Linked DNA regions of Sus scrofa: region 1 is linked to region 2. A link is a contact called in public Hi-C data. All regions are on one chromosome and are shown on one strand. The core of a region is the stretch at or near the end of the contact, and the rest is flanking DNA. Distances in the headings are between cores, read along the strand shown.

Evidence for each region. A called contact is a pair of places that touch in the nucleus more often than the background predicts.
Region 1: a contact with region 2 is called in a Hi-C map of heart right ventricle, with 4 times the contacts expected there. The contact joins two enhancer-like sites. A contact is called at or near these places in 4 of 47 Hi-C or Micro-C datasets (alveolar macrophages, embryonic fibroblasts, fetal heart ventricle and 1 more).

The regions. Positions count from the first base shown.
Region 1 is chr14:124,454,055-124,459,838 of Sscrofa11.1, forward strand. No RefSeq gene overlaps it. Among named protein-coding and RNA genes, the nearest start is that of ADRB1, 57 kb to the left of the region's middle. Within about 2 kb of position 3,562, at least 3 of the 83 cell types and tissues checked have an H3K27ac peak or open chromatin away from gene starts, as enhancers often do.
Region 2 is chr14:124,316,548-124,322,633 of Sscrofa11.1, forward strand. No RefSeq gene overlaps it. Among named protein-coding and RNA genes, the nearest start is that of ADRB1, 81 kb to the right of the region's middle. Within about 2 kb of position 4,079, at least 8 of the 83 cell types and tissues checked have an H3K27ac peak or open chromatin away from gene starts, as enhancers often do.

The DNA of each region.
Region 1 (5,784 bases), core at 2,312-4,811, 140 kb after region 2:
ATTCTAGACAGCATCTAATATGCTTGAATAAACGTGTTTTTTTCTGCTTTGATGGGCCAGGCTTGATCTCTGTTATTTGCCATGAAGACCTTGATAAGCACATGTTAACTCCTCTTAGCCCAGATTTGCCTAATAAATGTCACTAAGAGATGATTCCCATGAACTGGAAACAGTAAATTAAATGGATGGAATGGACTCTTTTAGCAAAAGGAACTGAAAAGGTGTTTTGGTTTCCTCCTTCCGTAACACATATGAAATAACCCCATCTCACGTTACTTCTGCAGCTCAGAGACTCGAAAACCACTAGGAAGCGCAGGAGGGCTTGTGAGTTAATTATAACACCCTTCGGTGGGTTGGCTCGTGGTTTTCCTCTTACAATGAAATGCGAAGAGTGGGGGAGGTGAGCTCTGCCGGGTGTTGCTGCTAATGTTTTTAACCAAGGATCTGAAGCTGTTTGATATTTTTGGCTTCATCAGCCCCCTTTCCAGTCCCGTTTTGGAAGTAAAGCAGAATTAAAGTCCAAAGGAGTTTCAGAACTACAAAATGGTCTGTTGGCCCAAAGTAAAAAGTTCCATTCCTGAGGTCCCTCTTCCCATGTTTTCAAGGTTGCTCTTTTCATGTAGCAAGTGGCCTGCCTGATGCTCTTTTGTTCCTTCCTCTTTAGGATTGCAGGCTGGTTTCTGCCTCAGTTTCGAATCTGTTTCATGGCTCTGGACTTCTCATTTCTCCTTGGCACTCCTCCTGTACCACGAGACTCCACACTCAGGACTGGGCATCAGAAAGAAATCAAAGCGTCCTCCCTTTGCTCTTGGATACCTGGGCAGAGTGTGGCTATAGTTCCCTTTGTGCCCACACCGTGTCATGCGACAGAGAAGGAGTTCCCACAGCGGAGATCAGAGCTTGGGTTTTATGCTCCTCATTCAGCTTTGAAGCTTCAAAATTTGAGAGCAGGAGATCAAGAGTGCATGATAGTGTTGTTTTCCCCTCTGTGGAACTGGGGGACTCTTGCTGGAGTTCCCGTCGTGGCTCAGTGGTTAACGAATCCCGCTAGGAACCATGAGGTTGCAGGTTCGATCCCTGGCCTCACTCAGTGGGCTAAGGATCCGGCGTTGCCTTGAGTTGTGGTGTAGGTTGCAGATGCGGCTCGGATCCCGCGTTGCTGTGGCTCTGGCGTAGGCTGACAGCTACAGCTCTGATTCAACCCCTAGCCTGGGAGCCTACCTATGCCCCAGGAGCAGCCCTAGAAAAGGCAAAAAGACAAAATAAAATAAAATAAAATAAAACAAAACAAATAAAATAAAAATACCAATGCTGCTCACTTTACTCAAGGACAGGTGCAAATTTTTCTGGCCTCTGTACACTCGTGTGTGTGTGTGTGTAACTTATTTTTCATAGAACCCAGGTTTACCTCACTGCATCAGATATTCAGCCTCTAAGAGTGACAGAATCTGAATTTCTTCATCCTGGGTCTAACCTATGTGGTTCCAGTTCTAAACCCAGGGTCACCTCCAAGTTCTTCTGAACCTTCAGATCCTGAGCAGCCTCCTGTGACTGAGGAGGGAAGAGTCAGGGGAAGGTGTTGAAGGCAAGAGAGATTTTCGGTGAAGCTCCCCATATAAGCTGTACAGGAAGACACATGAGGAGTCTTCTCTTGCTTAAGAAAACCTCCTACAGAATCCATCCCGCCAACTCGACATTTTGTGTCACCGGTAGATAATGGATCACATTGACCCAGCGCCCAGGAGAGTAGGTGTGCAATCGATGGTGAGGAATAAATAAATGAAAAAGTGATTTGCATGTAAGTTCAAATATATGAGAGAGCATGACATTAGCGGCACCTTTGCAAATTCATCTCTTCATGGCAAACGTGGCTTCCAAAGCTTGGGTGTGTACAGAGGATGTACCTTTCACATTGGCTCATAAGACACATTGTCCTGAGCTGCCTGTCCTACCCTCATAATAACTTGCTTTTTTTTTGGTAGCCTCTGACATGCGAAGTCTAAATGAAAGGAAGGAGGGGAAGTTTTCGTCCATTTTTCCCAGTGAGGAAAAGGAGACTCTGCTCTGGGCTGGAACTTTGTCCCCCTAAGTTCACATGTGGGAACCCTAACCCTTGGGACCTCGGGATGGGACTGTATCGGAGATGGGGTCATTAGAGATGTAATTAAGCTAAAATGAGGTCATGAGGCTGGCCCTACTCCAATGAGATTCACGTCCTTATAAGAAAAGGATATTAGGACACAGAAAGAGAACGCGTATGAGGACGCCCTGTGTGCCTGCTCAGAAAGATGACCGTGTAAAGACATAAGACATAAGAAGGTGACCTGATGAGCAAGCCAGGGAGAGAGACCTCAGGGGAAAAACAAACAAACAAACAAACAAACAAACAAAAAAAACCCTACCAACACCTTGATTTTGGCATCTAGCCTCTGAGGCTGGGAGGGAAAAAAAAAAAAAAAATCTGTTAAGCCACCCTGTCCGTGGTGTTTTGTCACAGCCGCCCTAACTGACTAGCAAAGGCTCAAAGCCATTAAGGGAGAGAATGAACTTCAGTCCACATGCCTCATTTGAAAATTCTTTATCAAATAAAACAATTTACTTAGGGGGGAAAAAAAAAAAAACCCTGCTTCCTGGCTGTTAGTGTGTAATGGGTCTCTGATTTACTTACTGTTTTCTGCGCTGTTTAATTGCCCGAGGGGTTATACACACACAGACACAAATTCCAGTGTTTCTTGCATTTCAGGTGACTTGGAGTTCAATTCGTATTTAGAGCAAAATGTTCGTTTGATCCTAGGCAGCACTGGAAAAGAAGTCAGGGTCCCCACCCTCTATGCCCCCCACAGGAAAGCTAAAACACCCCTCTTTATCTGCCCTGATTTCTCCACTATTCCTATTTAAGCAACACACAGAGAAAGATTCTGAGAAAAATTCAACATCTGCAGGTAGATCTCATTCCAGTTAAAACAGCCCTTGGATCCTGTCTCCTCTGGAGAAAACCCAAGAGCACTGATTGCTCCCTTACTCACACCAAAAGTGACTGGTCACTTGAGGGGACCAACGTTTTAGTTTTTTGCTGTTTTTTCTTTTCTTTTCTTTTTTTTGGCTGCCCTGCCTATGGAGCTCCCGGGCCAGGGATCTGATCCCAGTCACAGTCACAACCTAAACTGCAGCTCCAGCAATGCCAGATCCTTAACCCACCATGCCAGGCCAGGGATTGAACCTGTATCCCAACACTTCCAAGATTCCGCCAATCCCATGCGCCACAGAGGGAGCTCCCAAGGTTTTATTTCTGTCTTAAGGTTTTCTCTGCCTCCAGTTTACTCCTTGGGAGGTTAGAGTAGGGCTTATTTACGTTCGGAAACAAAACCAAAGCTTAGGCGTAAGCAATATTTTGCATTTTACCCCTTTGCTCCCTGCCCCCCAAAGGACGCTCACCAAGTCCCAAGTGGGCCTGAGTTCTCAGGTCTGCCTTCTTGGAGCTGAGAGAAGACGGCCCCTCAGTCCTGAGGACAGCTTTGGAACAGGTGGCCCAGGAGCCAAGCTCTATCCTGGGCAGAGCATGCCCCCTGCTGAAAGGGCGAGAAACACCCTTGTTACCACTGGGAAGTCAGAGGGTTGGGAGGAAGGACCAGCTGCCTTCCCAGCTGGCAGAGATCAGGCATGACCTGGTTAAAAGAGTGACTGCTCCAAGTGACAGCGACATAATCCATGCATGGAGCCACTGCCAGGACGGTCACAATCTGGGTCCTCCGGCCATGCTCAGGCTGAGGACCACCCTGGCTGATTGAGTGCCCTGCCCAAACCTAAATGTTTTGAGAATTTGCATCCCTGCTCGCTAATGTAAGAACTCTCCATTAGAACAGACTTGTGGTTGCCAAGGGGGAGAGGGAAGGCGTGGGAGGGACTGGGAATTTGAGGTTAATAGATGCAAACTATTGTGTCTGGAATGGATAAGCAATGAGATCCTGCTGTATAGCGCTGGGACCTATATCTAGTCATTTATGATGGAGCAGGATAATGTGAGAAAATAATGCATGCATGTATGTGTGACTGGGTCATCTTGCTGTGCAGCAGAAAAATGGACAGAACACTGTAAATCAGCTGTAATGGAAAAAATAAAAATCATTATAAGACAAACAAATGTTTTTAATTTAAAAAATTAAAATTAAAAAATCTCTCCATTAACTAGATTCCTCAACCATATGCCACTGCATTTTCATTATCATCAGCTTTTATGCTTTTTAGGAAGATTATTAGAGTTTTATCAATTTATGCACAACTGGCAAAGACACTAATCATCCCAATAAAGGCCAATCTCGGAGTTCCCGTCGTGGCGCAGTGGTTAACGAATCTGACTAGGAACCATGAGGTTGCAGGTTCGATCCCTGGCCTCGCTCAGTGGGCTAAGCATCCGGCGTTGCTGTGAGCTGTGGTGTAGGTTGCAGATGCCACTTGGATCCTGCGTTGCTGTGACTCTGGCATAGGCCGGCAGCTGAAGCTCCGATTAGACCCATGGCCTGGGAACCTCCATATGCTGCAGAAGTGGCCTTAGAAAAGGCAAAAGATAAAATAAAATAAATAAAATTAAAATTAAAAAATTTTTTAAAAATTTAAAAGGCCAATCTCAATGTCTGTGATCTTCTCACCAAGTGGAAAAGTTGGCATCCCATCCAGACTGTGACATGGGAGTGACATGGGGGCCTGGGAGATGTGACTCTCAGACACATTAGGCTGGAAGTAAGGCAGCTCTTCCCTCTCTCTAGTGGCTTTTGAAATAAAGGCAAATTTAAGCCTGCTGATCCCCAGGCTTCATAAAAGGACGTGCAGGGACCCCGGGACTGTGTGCGATTGTCCCTCTAAATAGCCACCATGAACTAGCAGGATGCACTACTAGTTCCCAAAGCAGCACAACAGGGCCCTTTATTACAGACCTTGTGAAGGAAAACCATATTTTCCCACTCCCCATTCCAGCGAATCTGTAAACTTCTAAATACATCTCAGTATTATCATTACCAGACCTCCAGAAATGTACCCAGCTACTAAAGCAAATATTATCCTACACAAATGGAAATGCCTCCCTGAGAAAAATTCCCTGCATGTCTAGCCTGAAACAATCTAGAACGGGAGGCAGAAATGAAGGCAGTTTTGCCTTCTAGAGAGAAAACCCTTCAAAATGTTCCCAGCGGCAGGGAAGCCTGATCAGCCTCCTCGGGGGCCGCGAGGGACATCAAAGGATGAAAGGGGGCTCTGCACACAGGGACGTGGGGCGATGGCAGGGGCGCTGATGGGGGAGAGGCTGGGGTGCAAGCCGTGGGAAATCCTCAAGCGATGATCTGGGAAGTGAGAGGGGACTGACAGCTGCGGGCAAAGCAAAGTGGCTGGAAGCTCCTAGTGGGAGTGGTTCCCCAGCTCGACCTTCATTCCCAGGGCACATTTCAAAGCCCAGCCTAGACCCCTGGACAAAGAGATGAGATGAGACGGCTCAGAGATGTGGCTCCTCCCCTGTCTTAGGTCTCCAAAGCTTTCCTCTCCACCTCTGTGCTGCCCCTGACTCTGGGCAGGCAGGCTCTGCTCACTGGCCTTCCTTTGGTTCATGGAGGGCTATGATTCCAAGAACCCTTTATAGGAAGCAAGAGGAGCTGAACCTCCTCCTCCCAGCTCGTGTGGGCCTTTAAAGGGGTTCTTTAAAGAAGGAACTGATTGTGTTAACTTAATTTGGAAGCACACCAAATGTCATGTGCCCTTAATTTGAAAGCTGGATTTTCTCTCCCACTTTCTTCCCAA
Region 2 (6,086 bases), core at 2,829-5,328:
AAATATAGCACAAATGAACCTATCTACGGGATAGAAGTGGATTCACAGACATAGAGAACAGACTTGTGGTTGCCAAGGGGGAGAGGGGAAGGATTGGGAATGACTCGGAGTTTGGGGTTAGTAGATGCAAACTATGCATTTAGAATGGATAGGCGGTGAGGTCCACTGTAGAGACCATGAAGGGGGATGATATGAGAAAAAAATGTATGCATCTGTATGACTAGATCACTTTTCTGTAGAGCAGAAATTGGCACAACATTGTAAATCAACTACACTTTAATTTTAAAAAATACAGAGAGATTAAGAAAAGACGTAAACACAGCCTTCTCTTTCCCACCTCGGTGGAGAATTGAGAGACAGCTCTCCACCACCTCTTCTATTTCTACCCATCTTGGTAGCAGAAGCACTGACCACCTTCCTTCTGGATTATTTTTTCAAGGATGTTTGTATAATCAACAGTCTTAGCAGTTTCTCCCTCCAGGTAAAGGACATGCAGATGTACCATCCATATGAAAAAGATAATGTCTTCTTGTTACACAAAAGATAGGCGTATTTACTGACCAGTATAAAACTTTAGTTCCCTAAACTCAGTTTCTTTCCTCATACAACCCACTATGAGTTCATGTCACTCTTTGGGAATTAAGGGGCAGGAAACTAACACAAATGCTGAAACTCTGGCTACCGCTGTTGTGGCCAGTAATAAAATGTCCTTTGTTTCTGACCCAGGGATCTCGTATCTTATGCCAACATTCATGAAATTGAGGCAGGCTAATTTATTGGTGAAATATCCTTCACAGTTTTGGATATTTTCTACCCCCAGGGGACAGAAAAGACTGTTGGGTAGGTACTCAACAGGGTAGGGGATGGAAGTCCTAGAAAAGGTGTGATAACAGGTCAGTCTTTGTGTGGATTTAGAGCCTGTGGTGGTTTCCAGTGGCTACTGTATCAAATACCACAAAACAACAGAAATTGGTTTTCTCATGGTTATGAATGTGAAAATAATGAGATCAAGGTGTCAGCCGGGCCATCCTCCTCCCAGTTCCTGGTGGCTGTGGTCATCCCCCAGCCAGTGCCTGCATCGCTCTAATCTCTGACTCTGCCACTGTGTAGCTCTCCTCCAGGTGTCCCTTAGAGGGACACTTGTCATTGAACTTAGACCTAGATAACCCAGGATGGTCTCACCTAAAGATCCTTAGTTTGTTTATGTTTGAAAAATACGCTTTTTCCAAATAAAGTAACATTCGTAGGTTCTGGAGAAAGTGGGCATATCTTTAGGGGAACCACCATGCCCAAATCACATGGAGCCCAAATTCACATGCCCTGAATGATCAAAAAAAAAAAAAATCTGAAGCCACTCATATCATTGAAAGAAGTCCTGAACTGGTAGAGTTTTTCAGTACCTGGCAGAAGCAAAGACAAATCTTCTTTGATAAAATGCACCCCTAACCAAGCCTTCAAACACTCTTACAGACAATTCCCCAAGGAAGATAAGTGGCTCATGATAAGAAAAAAAAATAATGATGCACCCAAGAAAACATTCAAAATTTGCCTGCCACACTCATACGCCAATCTATAAGAAAGTACTTTTTCCACATACCCTGATGCCTAGAAACTTAAGTTTTGAACCAGTTGACACTGACCTCTGTCCTTCAGTTCAGTGACAACTAAAGTGGGAATCAGACCCAAGAAAAGCCATTCCTCTAGTTGAATCATGACCTATGACTTGGTACAGATAGATGACCTGAATAATTAGGTTTCTCTCTTTCTGATCCCCCCTCCCCAAATTTGAACTAATAAATTAGGATGGAATCGTCCCTTAGTGATGGAAGCCATTGGTCACAGTGTAAAAGAGGCTGAGAAGATCATGATGGGTCAGGTACCATCCAGAGTTATGGGAGAAAAAAACAGGTAATCAGAGGAACCAATGGAGAGTAGACCTGATAAAGAAGACACCAGCTGGCCAATGAAATGTTGGAGCATGAGGTGAAGATTCATTAACTCATTAGATAAAAATACAAGAGACATGGCCTTGTATTTTTTTCACTCTAGGCTGCTTGGGGCAACATAGCTATGAACCATATGAACACCTTTCTTGTAGCCTAGCAGGAGTTTAGAGCTAAAAATCCACCAAACCCCACACATTTCCAGCGAGCAACCCCACTGTTGACATGCCTCACATGAATCTAGAGTCACCTCCTAGTTCCATTCTCTGTGCTCAGACAGCCCTGTTCTTGGATCTCCCTGAAACTGAACCATAGGAAGACTTATCTGAGCTCACTTGAGCAGGTCTCTGTTTTGTGCAATGAAGAATCAAACCAAAACACAGTCTTCTACCCCTTAGCTCAGGAAGAAGTCAGTAACTCATGAGTGTGGGATGATTCGAAGCAGTGCAAATTAACTAGTCAAAAGCCCCCTCCTTAGAATCTTGGGAACAGGTGATTTTACTGTGATTTTAGTTGCATCTTCTTGTGACACCAACTTCAGCCCTGATGCACGATTCTAATACAGCGCATCCCACCCATTCAGTCCTCTTGGGTTACTGCAAATCCAAAGCTATTTTGTGGTCTTTGATCTTCCTAGAATATGCATTAGAAAGATAAGGATTGTTCGTGGGTTGTATGCCACGTGTTCAAGGAGGGGGAAGATGAGTTGACACCAAAGACCTCCTGAGTGGGAAACGCCCAGTGACCACAGACAAGCAGTAGTCCCTGGGGGATGCAGGAGGCTGATGTCCCCTTTGGGTGCTAAGGCAGAGCGACCCCAGGTGCTGGGTGTCTGTTACTTTCACCCACGTTTCTCCTCTTCCCTTTCTTCTAGAAACAAAAATTGGGGGAAAGGAATTGCCTCCTTCCAGCTACATGACCTAATCACTTTCACCCCCCCATCCCTTCCCATCCATTTTATGTTATTATAGGGTAATTTAAATTTGGTTTCTGTCCCTTGCTACCAAAAGAGGCAGGAAGGTTCTCCGTGGTTCTGTCTTTGGCTTTACGAACCATGCACATGAGCAGCATATCGCAGAGGAAGCCCAGGAGCCCTGTAAGTGGAGGGGCCTATGGTGTTAATGGAGATGCATTTCCTTTTGGAAGGATTCTTCTCTAGATGCTTCTGCCCTAGGTGTGAGTGTGGGGCCCACGCAGGCTTTCTGGGGCCGTATTGATATAAGAGATTAGGTTGCCCTGGGATCTTCTACTTAAGAGCTATTTTGACTGAAAGAGCACACTGAAAAATAATAATAATTATAGCTCATTCCCGTCACTGAGTTAGGTCTTTTTACGAAGGTGACTTGCAAACAAGAATCTCCCCTTTGTGTGCAAATGGAAATGAGGTATGAGGAGCACACACTATGGGTCATGGCTTCTGGCATTTCCCTGTTCGATGTCTTTATTGCTCTCAGAAGGACAGAGTGCTTACATTTCTCTTTATTTATGTCACAATTCCCTTATCAGTGGTTTTCTTTCCAAAAAAAAAAAAAATAGTCACTTCGTTTTCCTTATCAATTTTGTATGTGTTTGTGTCTTTTCTAGGGCTGCTCCTGCAGCAGATGGAGGTTCCCAGGCTAGGGATCAAATCAGAGCGACAGCTGCCAGCCTGCACCACAGCCACAGCAACGCCAGATCCGAGCCACGGCTATGACCTACACCAGAGCTCACGACAATGCCCTATCTTTAACTCACTGAATGAGGCCAGGGATGGAACCTGCATCCTCATGGATACTAGTCGCGTTCATAACCTCCTGAGCCACAACGGGAACTCCTCCTTATCTGTTTTTAAAGAGACCAGTACATGTCGAAATCAGTTTGCCACCGGGCTGGTCATGAAGCTTCTCCTCTTGCTGGCCAGGCCCAACTCATGTTGGCTCCCAGGCATCTTTCTTTCTCTGACCACACTGGGCATTTCCACAGGGACAGTGTGTGAAGGGCTAGGCCCAAGGAAGCCACACAAACATCCTGACACATGTCTTGCAAAATCTCCCAGTGACCCCTAGGGAGTGAAAAGTCCAACCTTCCTTCCAGCTCGTGTGGACAGGGACAGTGACCTGCTGTGCCCTGGGCTGCCCCTCCCAAGATCGGTAAAGGTCCCCTGCTGGCAGAACAGCAGGAGCCGCCAGGGGAAGTGCTGGTCTAGCCTCCTGGGTCGCTCACAGCCTGGGTCCCTCGCCTGCTGCCGGAAGTCCAAGAGGAAGACTTTTCCAACTCTGGCCGCCAGGCCACGTGGTGCCTGCAAATTCATTCCAATGCTCCATGAAAGAACATAGAGCAGCCATTGTCATGTAAAATTAGCCTGGGCAAAGCCCCAGAGAACAAACCGTTGGATGCCATCCTGCTCTCCCGGCACAAGGGCATGTGACAGATAAAAATGGTTCCAACTCCTGTACTGGCCGTCAGCATTTTCCCCATTCTCACTCTCCATCTCCTACTCTTCCTCTCCCCCTGCCCTGGATTCACGGATCTCTCAATGTCCCCCCCAGAGGCTGCCCAGGAGAGGGAAGTCTCCTGGTGGCCATGGAGGGCATGGAGAAGCCAAGGAATGAATCCAGTGGCCTCATGTGTGCTAAGACTCCATTGAAACCACATCTATGCTCTGGGTGAGCAAACTAATCTGGCTTCCCTTCCAGGCTTGGCTCTGTCAAAGGTCCGCTTTGCCCAAGATCACCCTTCAGCCTGATAACACAGAATAAGGCCACTGTCTGGTTGTCCTCAAGGCCTTTCATTCAAAGCCAAGTCCGCTGACATTCTGTATCATACTTCCCCCAGGAAGGCTGCGGCTTCCTCTCCTTTCTGCGGCCTCTGCAAAACATGGGCTTCACTCTTAGAAAAGTAGTTCTGAACTTCAAGAGCCCCCTACAGCCAGGACCATTTTCTGTAGGCTTCTCATCCATTGCTTTTTATTTTTCAGGCTGGGCAGTCCAGATGGAGCAGGGCTGGAGGCCGTACTGTGCTCAGAGGATATCCTGGCAGTAAAAACACCCGAGCACTAAGTACAAAACTTCTCCCGCACGTGGGCCTCACCAGCCACAGCAAGGGTTCATTTGAACACTCATTTCTTGGCACCTCGGGATGAATTTTCCAGCACACAAGAGCGTGAGATGCTCCATCATCCTGATCATTTTTATGGCCAGTGGGGAGGTAGACGAGAATAAATAATTGGATTCACCCAACAGCTATGGAGCAAATGAAATGGTCAAGGGTTTGCTCATGATCAGGTTCTGGATCGAAGTGACTAGCACTTACATAGGCGAGATATTTGATCTCCCTTAAAAGAGGAAATGAGGGTGGAGCCTCCAACAACAGGTCTAAACAGTGAGTCTTTCACAGGCCTGAGGAAGCATTCAGGGCTTCCCATTGCCACCCGATGCTCAAGAGAGAGATCACCTAAGAATCTGACCTAGTTACAAACTAGGGGGCGATATCAGAAATAATTCAAAATATGCACATGATGAGGGGATTCCTGGGTGTTTTTTTCCTTGTCTCTATTTTCCTAACTTCCTACATACTATAATAAAAAATATGTTATTTTTTTTTAGTGTCTTAAAAGACATGCCCCTCCCCCCTTTTTTAGCATGTCTACCACCCAAACGCCCAGTTAAACTCTATCCTGGACTCCTTTCCTCTCTTCTCCTTCAACATCTCAGTCCACGCAGACTCTCTTCTAGCTCCGCCTTCTGGTCCTTGGTGCAGATGCTGGTGCCTTTTCCATCTGAGCATTTCCATCCTCCCCTCGACGGCATCCCTGCTGCTGCTGCTCTCACTCATCATCCAGTCCTTCCTCCAATGGCAGCCAGAGTGACTTTCTAAAATAGAAACCCTGTCATGTCACATTCCTGCTCAGCCTCTTCAATAGCTCTTCTCTTGCCTCCAGGAGACAACTGAAATTCCTTTCCATAACACACAGGGCTCTTCAGAACCAAACCTGCCAAGCGCGCCAACTTCATCTCTCTCTCCAACAGCTCTCCCCATGGCCACTGCTGTTTGCAGCCACCCCCCCACCCCACCCCCCGGTCATTCATTCCAGCCACAGGCCCTCTACTGCAGCCACCCCCTTTGCCTGAACTGCCCCCACCTCGCACCCACACAGCCTCCCAG